Linked DNA regions of Mus musculus: all the other regions are linked to region 1. Evidence: chromatin contacts called from public Hi-C and promoter capture Hi-C data. All regions are on one chromosome and are shown on one strand. The core of a region is the stretch at or near the end of the contact, and the rest is flanking DNA. Distances in the headings are between cores, read along the strand shown.

What was found. Promoter capture Hi-C pulls out the DNA fragments that hold promoters and counts their contacts. A called contact is a pair of places that touch in the nucleus more often than the background predicts.
Region 2: a promoter capture Hi-C map of pre-B cells shows a contact between it and region 1. The contact joins the promoter of Snapc1 here to the promoter of Rpl36al in region 1. A contact is called at or near these places in 2 of 39 promoter capture datasets (liver and pre-B cells).
Region 3: a Hi-C map of B cells shows a contact between it and region 1, with 5 read pairs. The contact joins the promoter of Prpf39 here to the promoter of Rpl36al in region 1. A contact is called at or near these places in 3 of 39 promoter capture datasets (cranial neural crest, frontonasal cranial neural crest and maxillary cranial neural crest) and 2 of 484 Hi-C or Micro-C datasets (B cells and LSK cells).

What each region holds. Positions count from the first base shown.
Region 1 is chr12:69,182,772-69,185,435 of GRCm38.p6, forward strand. Rpl36al (ribosomal protein L36A-like) reads right to left here and starts at 1,296. Exons shown (of 2, transcript NM_025589.4): 1 at 1,212-1,296; 2 at 1-394. The coding sequence starts at 365. The coding sequence ends at 45. Mgat2 (mannoside acetylglucosaminyltransferase 2) reads left to right here and starts at 1,387. Exons shown (of 1, transcript NM_146035.2): 1 at 1,387-2,664. The coding sequence starts at 1,883.
Region 2 is chr12:73,963,145-73,965,808 of GRCm38.p6, forward strand. It overlaps Snapc1 (small nuclear RNA activating complex, polypeptide 1), which reads left to right and starts at 1,353. Exons shown (of 10, transcript NM_178392.5): 1 at 1,353-1,602. The coding sequence starts at 1,418.
Region 3 is chr12:65,035,013-65,037,676 of GRCm38.p6, forward strand. Prpf39 (pre-mRNA processing factor 39) reads left to right here and starts at 1,322. Exons shown (of 14, transcript NM_177806.3): 1 at 1,322-1,456.

The DNA of each region.
Region 1 (2,664 bases), core at 46-2,545:
ATTTCTCTACTGCTTCAGTATTTTCCTCTCAGAGAACACAAGTTTTAGAACTGGATCACTTGGCCCTTCCTCTTCTTGTCGCCTCCCAGTTCAAAATGCTTGCATCTCTTAATGGCCAGCATCCTCTTGGATCTGCAGTTGGGCTCAACACACTCAAGCCTGAGCACAATCTTCTTTGTGGTTTTGGCCTTCTTTCGAAAGATTGGCTTTGTCTGCCCACCGTAGCCACTCTGCTTGCGATCGTAGCGCCGCTTTCCTTGGGCATACAGGGAATCCTTGCCCTTCTTATACTGGGTCACTTTGTGAGGCTGATGCTTGCCACATTTCTTACAGAAAGTCCTTCGGGTTTTTGGTACGTTGACCATGTTTGCAGTAGAAGTGTCTGCGATGAGAACTGTAAGAAAGTTTCAGACATTAAAGATCTTCAAACTCGAAAGTTTTAAACAGGTATAATTTGTAGGAACATATAAAAAAAAAACAGTAATGTTCGAAAATTTGTGAACCCACCAAGTACTCATTTCCCACGTGAATAAAAGGCCAACACGCAGCTGAGTGGATGAGCACTGGCTTAAACACCGGGGTTCAATCCTTACCACTTCAAGCCTATAGAAAAACTGTTTTTTGTTTTTTTAAACTAAAACGAGGCATTAACAGTTAAAAACTCAGACCTGATGGAGTGTGTCCTGGGAGGCTGAGGCAGAGGATTGCTAGTTGAGGTCTGCCTTAGCGTCCAAAGGAACTGACACTTGGAGTGGCCATTACAGTTCTCCCCAAACCAGCGTCCAATTTCTTAGGTCTCACTGCAAGGACAACGCAGTGGCGTCCGGGTAGAGAAGTTTTGCTCGGACTACCCCACAGCAATTCCCTCCGTTTTCTAGCTACGAATGGCTTACAACGAAATATAGTCGTTTCTGCAACAACCGGGCTCGTTCCTTCCCCCCAGCCACGTCAGTCTGTTTTGGCTTCACCCCCTCTAAAGCACCGTCACTCTCCAGCGGGCCCGAAGGCTGACGTGTCGTTAGCAGCCAGCACGCCTCGCCGCCCGGGAGCCGCCATGCTGGAGCGGTCTCTTCCGAGAGAGCCGCGGGCTGACCTCAAGCCGCGGCGGGCAGCACCTGCCCCTTTCCGACGCCTCAAAGAGCTAGGTCGGCTCCGGCTTCCAGGCGACCGCGGTCCCCAAGGAAGCAGCTACCGCTCTGCTCCAGACTTACCGAGAGACCGGCCGCCGCGATCCCCGACTCAACCGCACGCGCCGAACAGGAAAGGGACGAACAGAGCGGAAGTCGGAACTGAACCTGAGCGACGGGAATGCGAACCAATAAGCAGCGGCCTCCTCCGGAGGCTTCTGAGAAGCGCCAATCAGCGCCCGGCGGGGCGGGGCGGGGCGGAGGGTGTGGGCCGGAGGGCCCGGGCGCTCGCAGGCCAGTCGCGGCTTGTCAGAGCGGTCGCTGCCGGAGCGGGGCGAGGCTGCGGCGTTCGGTGTCGCCGTTCCGCCGTGCGAGCAAGGATGAGCGCGCAGAGGACGCAGAGCCACGGGCAGCGCAGGTAAAGGAATCACGGTGTCGGCGACCGCGGCGGGGCTTCTTCCGGGACCCCCGGGTGCTGAATGGAGAGGACCGAGGCGACGTTGAGCCGCGGCTCGTAGCGGCGGGGCGGCTGCCGGAGCTGCAACTGCCAGAGAGGATGCGCGGAGCCCGGGCGGCGCGAGGCAGTTGAGAGCCTTCGGGCCCCAGGACGCCGGAGCCCGGGATGAGTTAGCGAGGGCCGCCGCGGGGGCCAGTTCCTAGGGCTGCAGGCCAAGGCGACGGCGCCGCCCGCCCGCCCCTTCCGTGCAGAGGCCGCCAGCTTCTTTTCCGCGCCCGCGCTCCGGGCCCTGGAGACCATGAGGTTCCGCATCTACAAACGGAAGGTGCTAATCCTGACGCTCGTGGTGGCCGCCTGCGGCTTCGTCCTCTGGAGTAGCAATGGGCGACAAAGGAAGAGCGACGCCCTTGGCCCGCCGCTGCTGGACGCGGAGCCCGTACGGGGTGCGGGCCACCTTGCTGTGTCCGTAGGCATCCGCAGGGTCTCAAACGAATCGGCCGCTCCTCTGGTTCCCGCGGTCCCGCGGCCGGAGGTGGACAACCTAACGCTGCGGTACCGGTCCCTGGTGTACCAGTTGAACTTCGATCAGATGCTGAGGAACGTCGGTAATGACGGCACCTGGAGCCCCGGGGAGCTGGTGCTGGTGGTCCAGGTGCATAACAGGCCGGAATACCTCAGGTTGCTGATAGACTCGCTTCGCAAAGCCCAGGGTATTCAGGAAGTCCTAGTCATCTTTAGCCATGACTTCTGGTCCGCAGAGATCAACAGTCTGATCTCCAGGGTGGATTTCTGCCCGGTTCTGCAAGTGTTCTTTCCGTTCAGCATTCAGCTGTACCCGAATGAGTTTCCGGGTAGTGACCCTAGAGATTGCCCCAGAGACCTAAAGAAGAATGCAGCTCTGAAGTTGGGGTGCATCAATGCCGAATACCCTGACTCCTTCGGCCATTACAGAGAGGCCAAGTTCTCACAAACCAAACACCATTGGTGGTGGAAGCTGCATTTTGTATGGGAAAGAGTCAAAGTTCTTCAAGATTACACTGGCCTTATACTCTTCCTGGAAGAGGACCACTACTTAGCCCC
Region 2 (2,664 bases), core at 103-2,602, 4.8 Mb after region 1:
GCGTGGTGGCAAACGCCTTTAATTCTGCACTTGGGAGGCAGAGGAAGGCGGATTTCTGAGTTCGAGGCCAGCCTGGTCTACAAAGTGAGTTCCAGGACAGCCAAGGCTATACAGAGAAACCCTGTCTCAAAAAAACAAAAAAAAACCCAAAACAAACCAAAAAACCCACTACAACTAAAATATATGTATACACACTGGACATCAACTTCTGGCCTCCACATGGGCCAGGAGGTGTGTTCATGAAAACACACACACACACACACACAAACAAACCATTACAAACAATAAAATAAATGCATCCATACAAGCACATCCCAGAATACCTTTTCTAAAGATTAGTGTGCCTTCAAAACAGAAATACAGTTCAAATACAGAATGCTAACCCGTAACAAGCCCCTGGGAGAAGCTAAAAAGTGGGATTTCTAGAGAGCTACTTTAGCCAAACAGTATATCAGACAGTGTGCTAGATTGTCAGAGGCAACAACGGTAGGAAACAGCAACTGCTGCCCAGAGTGGTTGCATATTACTTGGAGAGCCACAAATTAATCACTCAAGTAAGCATAGACTGTAGGGGATCTTGGCAATGAGGAAGAACCACGGGAGTTCCTTCCCTAACAAGTTCTCTTTAGATCATCTTCCCACGTGGAGGGAGGTTAGGGTGGTTGCTACTGTAGAGTCACTTTAAAGAAGACTGGCAGGCTAAGTGTAGTTTACATAAGTCAGGAGGCAATGAAGACCTCAAATCCTTTTGGGGGCTGTTAGTTGAGGCAGAGGCAGGCGGATTTCTGAGTTTTAGGCCAGCCTGATCTACAGAATGAGTTTCAGGACAGCCAGGGATATACAGAAAACCCTTTCTCGGAAAAAAAAAAAAAAAGAAGAAAGAAAGAAAGAGAGAGAGAGAGAGAGGGAGGGAGGGAGGGAGGGAGGGAGGGAGGGAGAGAGAGAGAGAGAGAGAGAGAGAGAGAGAGAGAGAGAGAGAGAGAGAGAGAGAGAGAGAAATCGAGTCTTCATGTCCTATTGATTAATAGTTAGCAGGCACTACTATTGTTTTATCTACCTACTTATCTAATTTGAAGGTCTTATTTATTTATTTATTTAGAGGGTCTCTCTATGTAGACCTGAAACTCGCTGCATACACCGGACAGGCTTGTAAATCACAGAAATCCTCCTGTCTCTGCCTCTCAAGCACTGAAATTAAAGGCGTGTATCACACCAAGTTCGGCTTCCTAGACTAAAATCACCTTGCATTTACGCACGCGCAAGAAGCGCCACAGGCGCCAGGTAAGACCCGGATGAAGGCGGGGCTTGAGGTCCCGGATAGTACGTCACGGAGTGCGCGTACGTGATGTGACGTGACTGGGGCGGTGCTACAGGGCCTTCTGGGCATTGGGGAAGCCGGGTCCGGGAGAGAGTGAGCATGGGGACTCCTGCGGGCGCCGGGACCCGTCCCACGGGCGCTGGAACTGTTGAAGGCGTGGGGATCCCTCCGGGCCTGCAGACTGACTACGAGACGCTGCTCAGCCGCTTCCAAGAGATGGACAGCGTGCGCTTCGAGGACTTCACGGAGCTCTGGCGCAGCATGAAGTTCGCGACCATCTTCTGGTGGGTGTGCCTCGTCCTCCTACCCTGTCTCTCCTGTGGGGAACGCAGCCTGCATCCCCGACCTCCGCCTTGGCGGTTTCCGTGGGTCGCCCTTGCACTCTGCTGGCTCGGCCCTCTGCATCTCCACCGCCTCCATCCGAGGCCAAACCTCCTCCAATCTTGATTGCCGAATGAATCCGCGGTTAGAAACAAAGTATTCCCACCGACACAGGGTCCTCTACGAACGAATTCATTTAGCATGCAACAACTGACGTTGCAAGTGCAGGTTTGAATCTCTGTGTATCGCCTTTAGTTGGATAAAGCCTAGATTCAAGCCAGTAGCTGCCTTTACCTCTGTCCCCAGCCTCATCTCCAGTGCCCACACCTTGCACTCACTCTCTTGGCTCGAGTTGCTTTTGGTACTCCACTGGCGTTTCCTAGCCTGGGAATTTTCCATCTCCTTTTGCTTGTCCACTTCGTCAGTCATTTTTGAACCCAAATGACAGTTCTTTAGGGAATTCTTTTGGCCTTCGGGACTAAGTGAGAGGCTCGAGTTCTGTCTACCCCCAGCACGAAGGGCTTATCTCACCGTCTAGAGTATATTTCATAATTAGAGACGCAGTCTTGGATAACGGTGAAGAGTGGAGATGATGGGTCTTGGGCATCAGGATTTGAATACAGCTCTCCAGTCCCCCTCCCCCAGATCTGAGACAACCCTTTTTGTCTGTAAACTAGATCATGATAGTGTGGGAATTAAATGAATCAATATATTAGCTGGTTCGACGTGTGAAATTAATGTTCAGAGTTATTACTACTCTTTGATTTCTCCCTTAGACTGAACTTAGTGAGAACAGCCATGTGATTAATGTGGTATTCCTTACTTGTTTTTGAGACTTGCCCTCATTGTGTGTAGCTTTGGCTGGCCTGAAACTTGCCGTTATACCAGACTGGCCTTGAGATCTGCCTGACTCTTCCTTCTAAGGTCAGGCATTCACCACCTTGCCCACGTTTGAATACGGTGTTTGTATTAATTACCATACCATATAAATTCTTGAAAAGGGTAAATGATTGAATGGAATCTTA
Region 3 (2,664 bases), core at 72-2,571, 4.1 Mb before region 1:
TTCTTGAGCAGTGAATTAGGAGTTTGGGAAGGTAAAACAGTGAGAGAGTTGATGTGATTGTTAAAGACTGCCCTGACCATAGGAATGCAAGCATTTGGTTCACATACATACATACATACACAGGCAGACACATGCATAAAAATAAATACATCTTTAAAAAAACAATGCCCTCTCTTGACTGCCCTTTCAGATGGTATACGTTTAAAAGTTGCTGGGTTTTTGTTGTTGTTGTTTTGTTTGTTTGTTTTTCAAGACAGTGTTTCTCTGTGATCCTTGGCTGTCCTGGAACTCACTTTGTAGACCAGGCTGGCCTCGGACTCAGAAATCTGCCTGCCTCTGTCTCTGGAGTGCTGGGATTAAAGGTGTTCGCCACCACGCCTGGCAAGTTGCTGATTGTTAGAGAATACAAAACTGCCCAATTAAGAGGTAAAGGGAAAAGCGTGACTATTTCATGCCCAACGGGGAGGAGTTGGCTATTTGGGAGCAGAGAAGCAGTTGAAGAGGTTTATACACCGTTACAAATCATCTTAAGGGCTTGAGAGAGGGCTCCGCGGTTAAAAGCACTGACTGCTCTTCCAAAGGTCTTGAGTTCAAATCCAAGCAACCATATGGTGGCTCACAACCATCCCTAATGACACCTGACACTCTCTTCTGGTGCGTCTGAAGACAGCTACAGTGTACTTAGATATAATAATAAATCTTTTAAAAAATCATCTTAAAAAGAAACATTCTGGAGACCAGTTCTAGAGGGAAGAGTAAAAGCCCAGTTGTGAGTTCTCTGAAATTCCAAATGGAAGATCGGTGAGTGAGAAAACATTCGCTCGCTCAATTGTCTATAGTTTTACTGACGGAAGACGAGATTTTTTTTTAAAAAACGGATATTTAAGAGTGGGGACTAGGATATAAACAACTGAAGAGGGCTGCTAAGATCATCAACACCAAGCTGCCTCTCTTTGCCCTGAAAGTTTTATGCCCAAATCCTTCAGAGCCTTTAACTCTCAAGCCCAAATGGTTAGTTTCGACATGCAGAATACGATTTAATCAGCCCATACTGTTTTGAGGTTTAGAAGTTTTAGGCTGAATTTCTGGCCATTTCCTGACACATTTTTCATGTGTAAAGCCTTGGCGGTTAGGAAAAGAATTACGATATTTTAGAGGTTTTTTTTGGAGACTGACGCTGGGCAACAAGTGCTGCTTAGCACAACCGGCTTCGCTATGGTTTGGGAAGCTAAGTTTGCGACTGGAGGCCACCCGGGGCGGGGCCTCGGTTGCGCGCGTCACGTGACCGCTGCGCCTTCGGAGCCGCCGGCGCGTGCGCAGTGTGATCCCGAAGAGGCGGCGGCGGCGCTGGTGGTGGTGGCTGCGGTAGCTGCGTGGAGCGAGGCGGTGGCAGGCCCACCTTTGGCGATCTTGGCCCAGGCTTCGGCTCATGGCACCGAGCAGCATCCATAGTGAGGTAACTGGGGGCGGACGGCGTGAGGCGGGCGGCAGGGGAGGCGCCGGGACGGGAAGGGCCTGCGCCACCTCAGGCCGCACCGGGCCGCGGCCTCCCCCGCCTGTCCGGCTCGAGGCCTGGCGCGGGGCGCGCGTCTCCTTCCCAATCCCACCTGTTGGGAAGAGCAGGCCTGGGATCTGCACCTTGAGCGGCGCCTCGCTTCAGGGGTGCGGCGGGGCGGGAGCCTCAGCCTGGATTATCGAAGCTGCTAACTGCTGAGGCTGAGTCCCCTGCTTCTCTAGAGCCGAGGGCCAGAACGTTTCCCATTGCACAGCAGCGTAAGCAAGCGGGTTTTTTTTTTTTTGGGGGGGAGGGGGGGAGGGGAGGCGACGCGGACACTTGGAAACAGCCTAGTAGAGTCTTTTTTAAAAAACAATCTGCTTATATAGATTTTTTTTTTTAACCTTTCGTGCTCAGGAGTCTGCGCGGTCTTTAAGTTAGTAAATACTATTCGGCATTCCCAATGTTAAGGGATTAGTAGTAATGTAGTAAGATTAGTAATGATGCAGTAATACGGTGTAGCTTTATGCAGATTCAGATGCCCGGTGTTCACGAACTTAACACTAGAAAGCTAATCTAACGTTTTCAGAAATACTTTAAAATTTTCAGCTGGTAGAAATGGTAATGCTAGGACTGTACGGATTCATAGACAAGAATAGGAAGCTAAGGCCGGGACCCATGGCAGTTTTTTTTTTTATAGTTCGTTTGAGAAAAATAGCAACAGCTGTTAAATTCCTTACTCTTCTCGTGTTTATAATCTCATTCTAGAGTTAAAAACTGTTATTCCGTGTGTTATTCATGCGCACTGGAGCTGTGTCATGTGCATGAGAACAGGAGTACCGTGGTCCCTTGAGGCTTGGCAGCTAGTGTCTTTAACTGTTGAGCTGCCTCTCAGACCCCAGAATTTTTAAAAGACTCAATATTTAGTGCTATTTGTATCTTAAAGTTGAATTGAGGAACAAAAAATTTGAACATCGTTGTAAAAGTTAGAGTTTTATTTTCAGAGAGGAGCAAAATTGTCTGTTACGCGTTAAGAGCTCTGTGTAAGACATAATCTCTGACGATTATGGAGACATTGTAAATACATAAGCAAGGTTCAATTTCTGGGACCTAATTGTTTAAAATGAGGAAACAAGATGTCTGTGAACATCCTACTTAGTCTCTAAAAA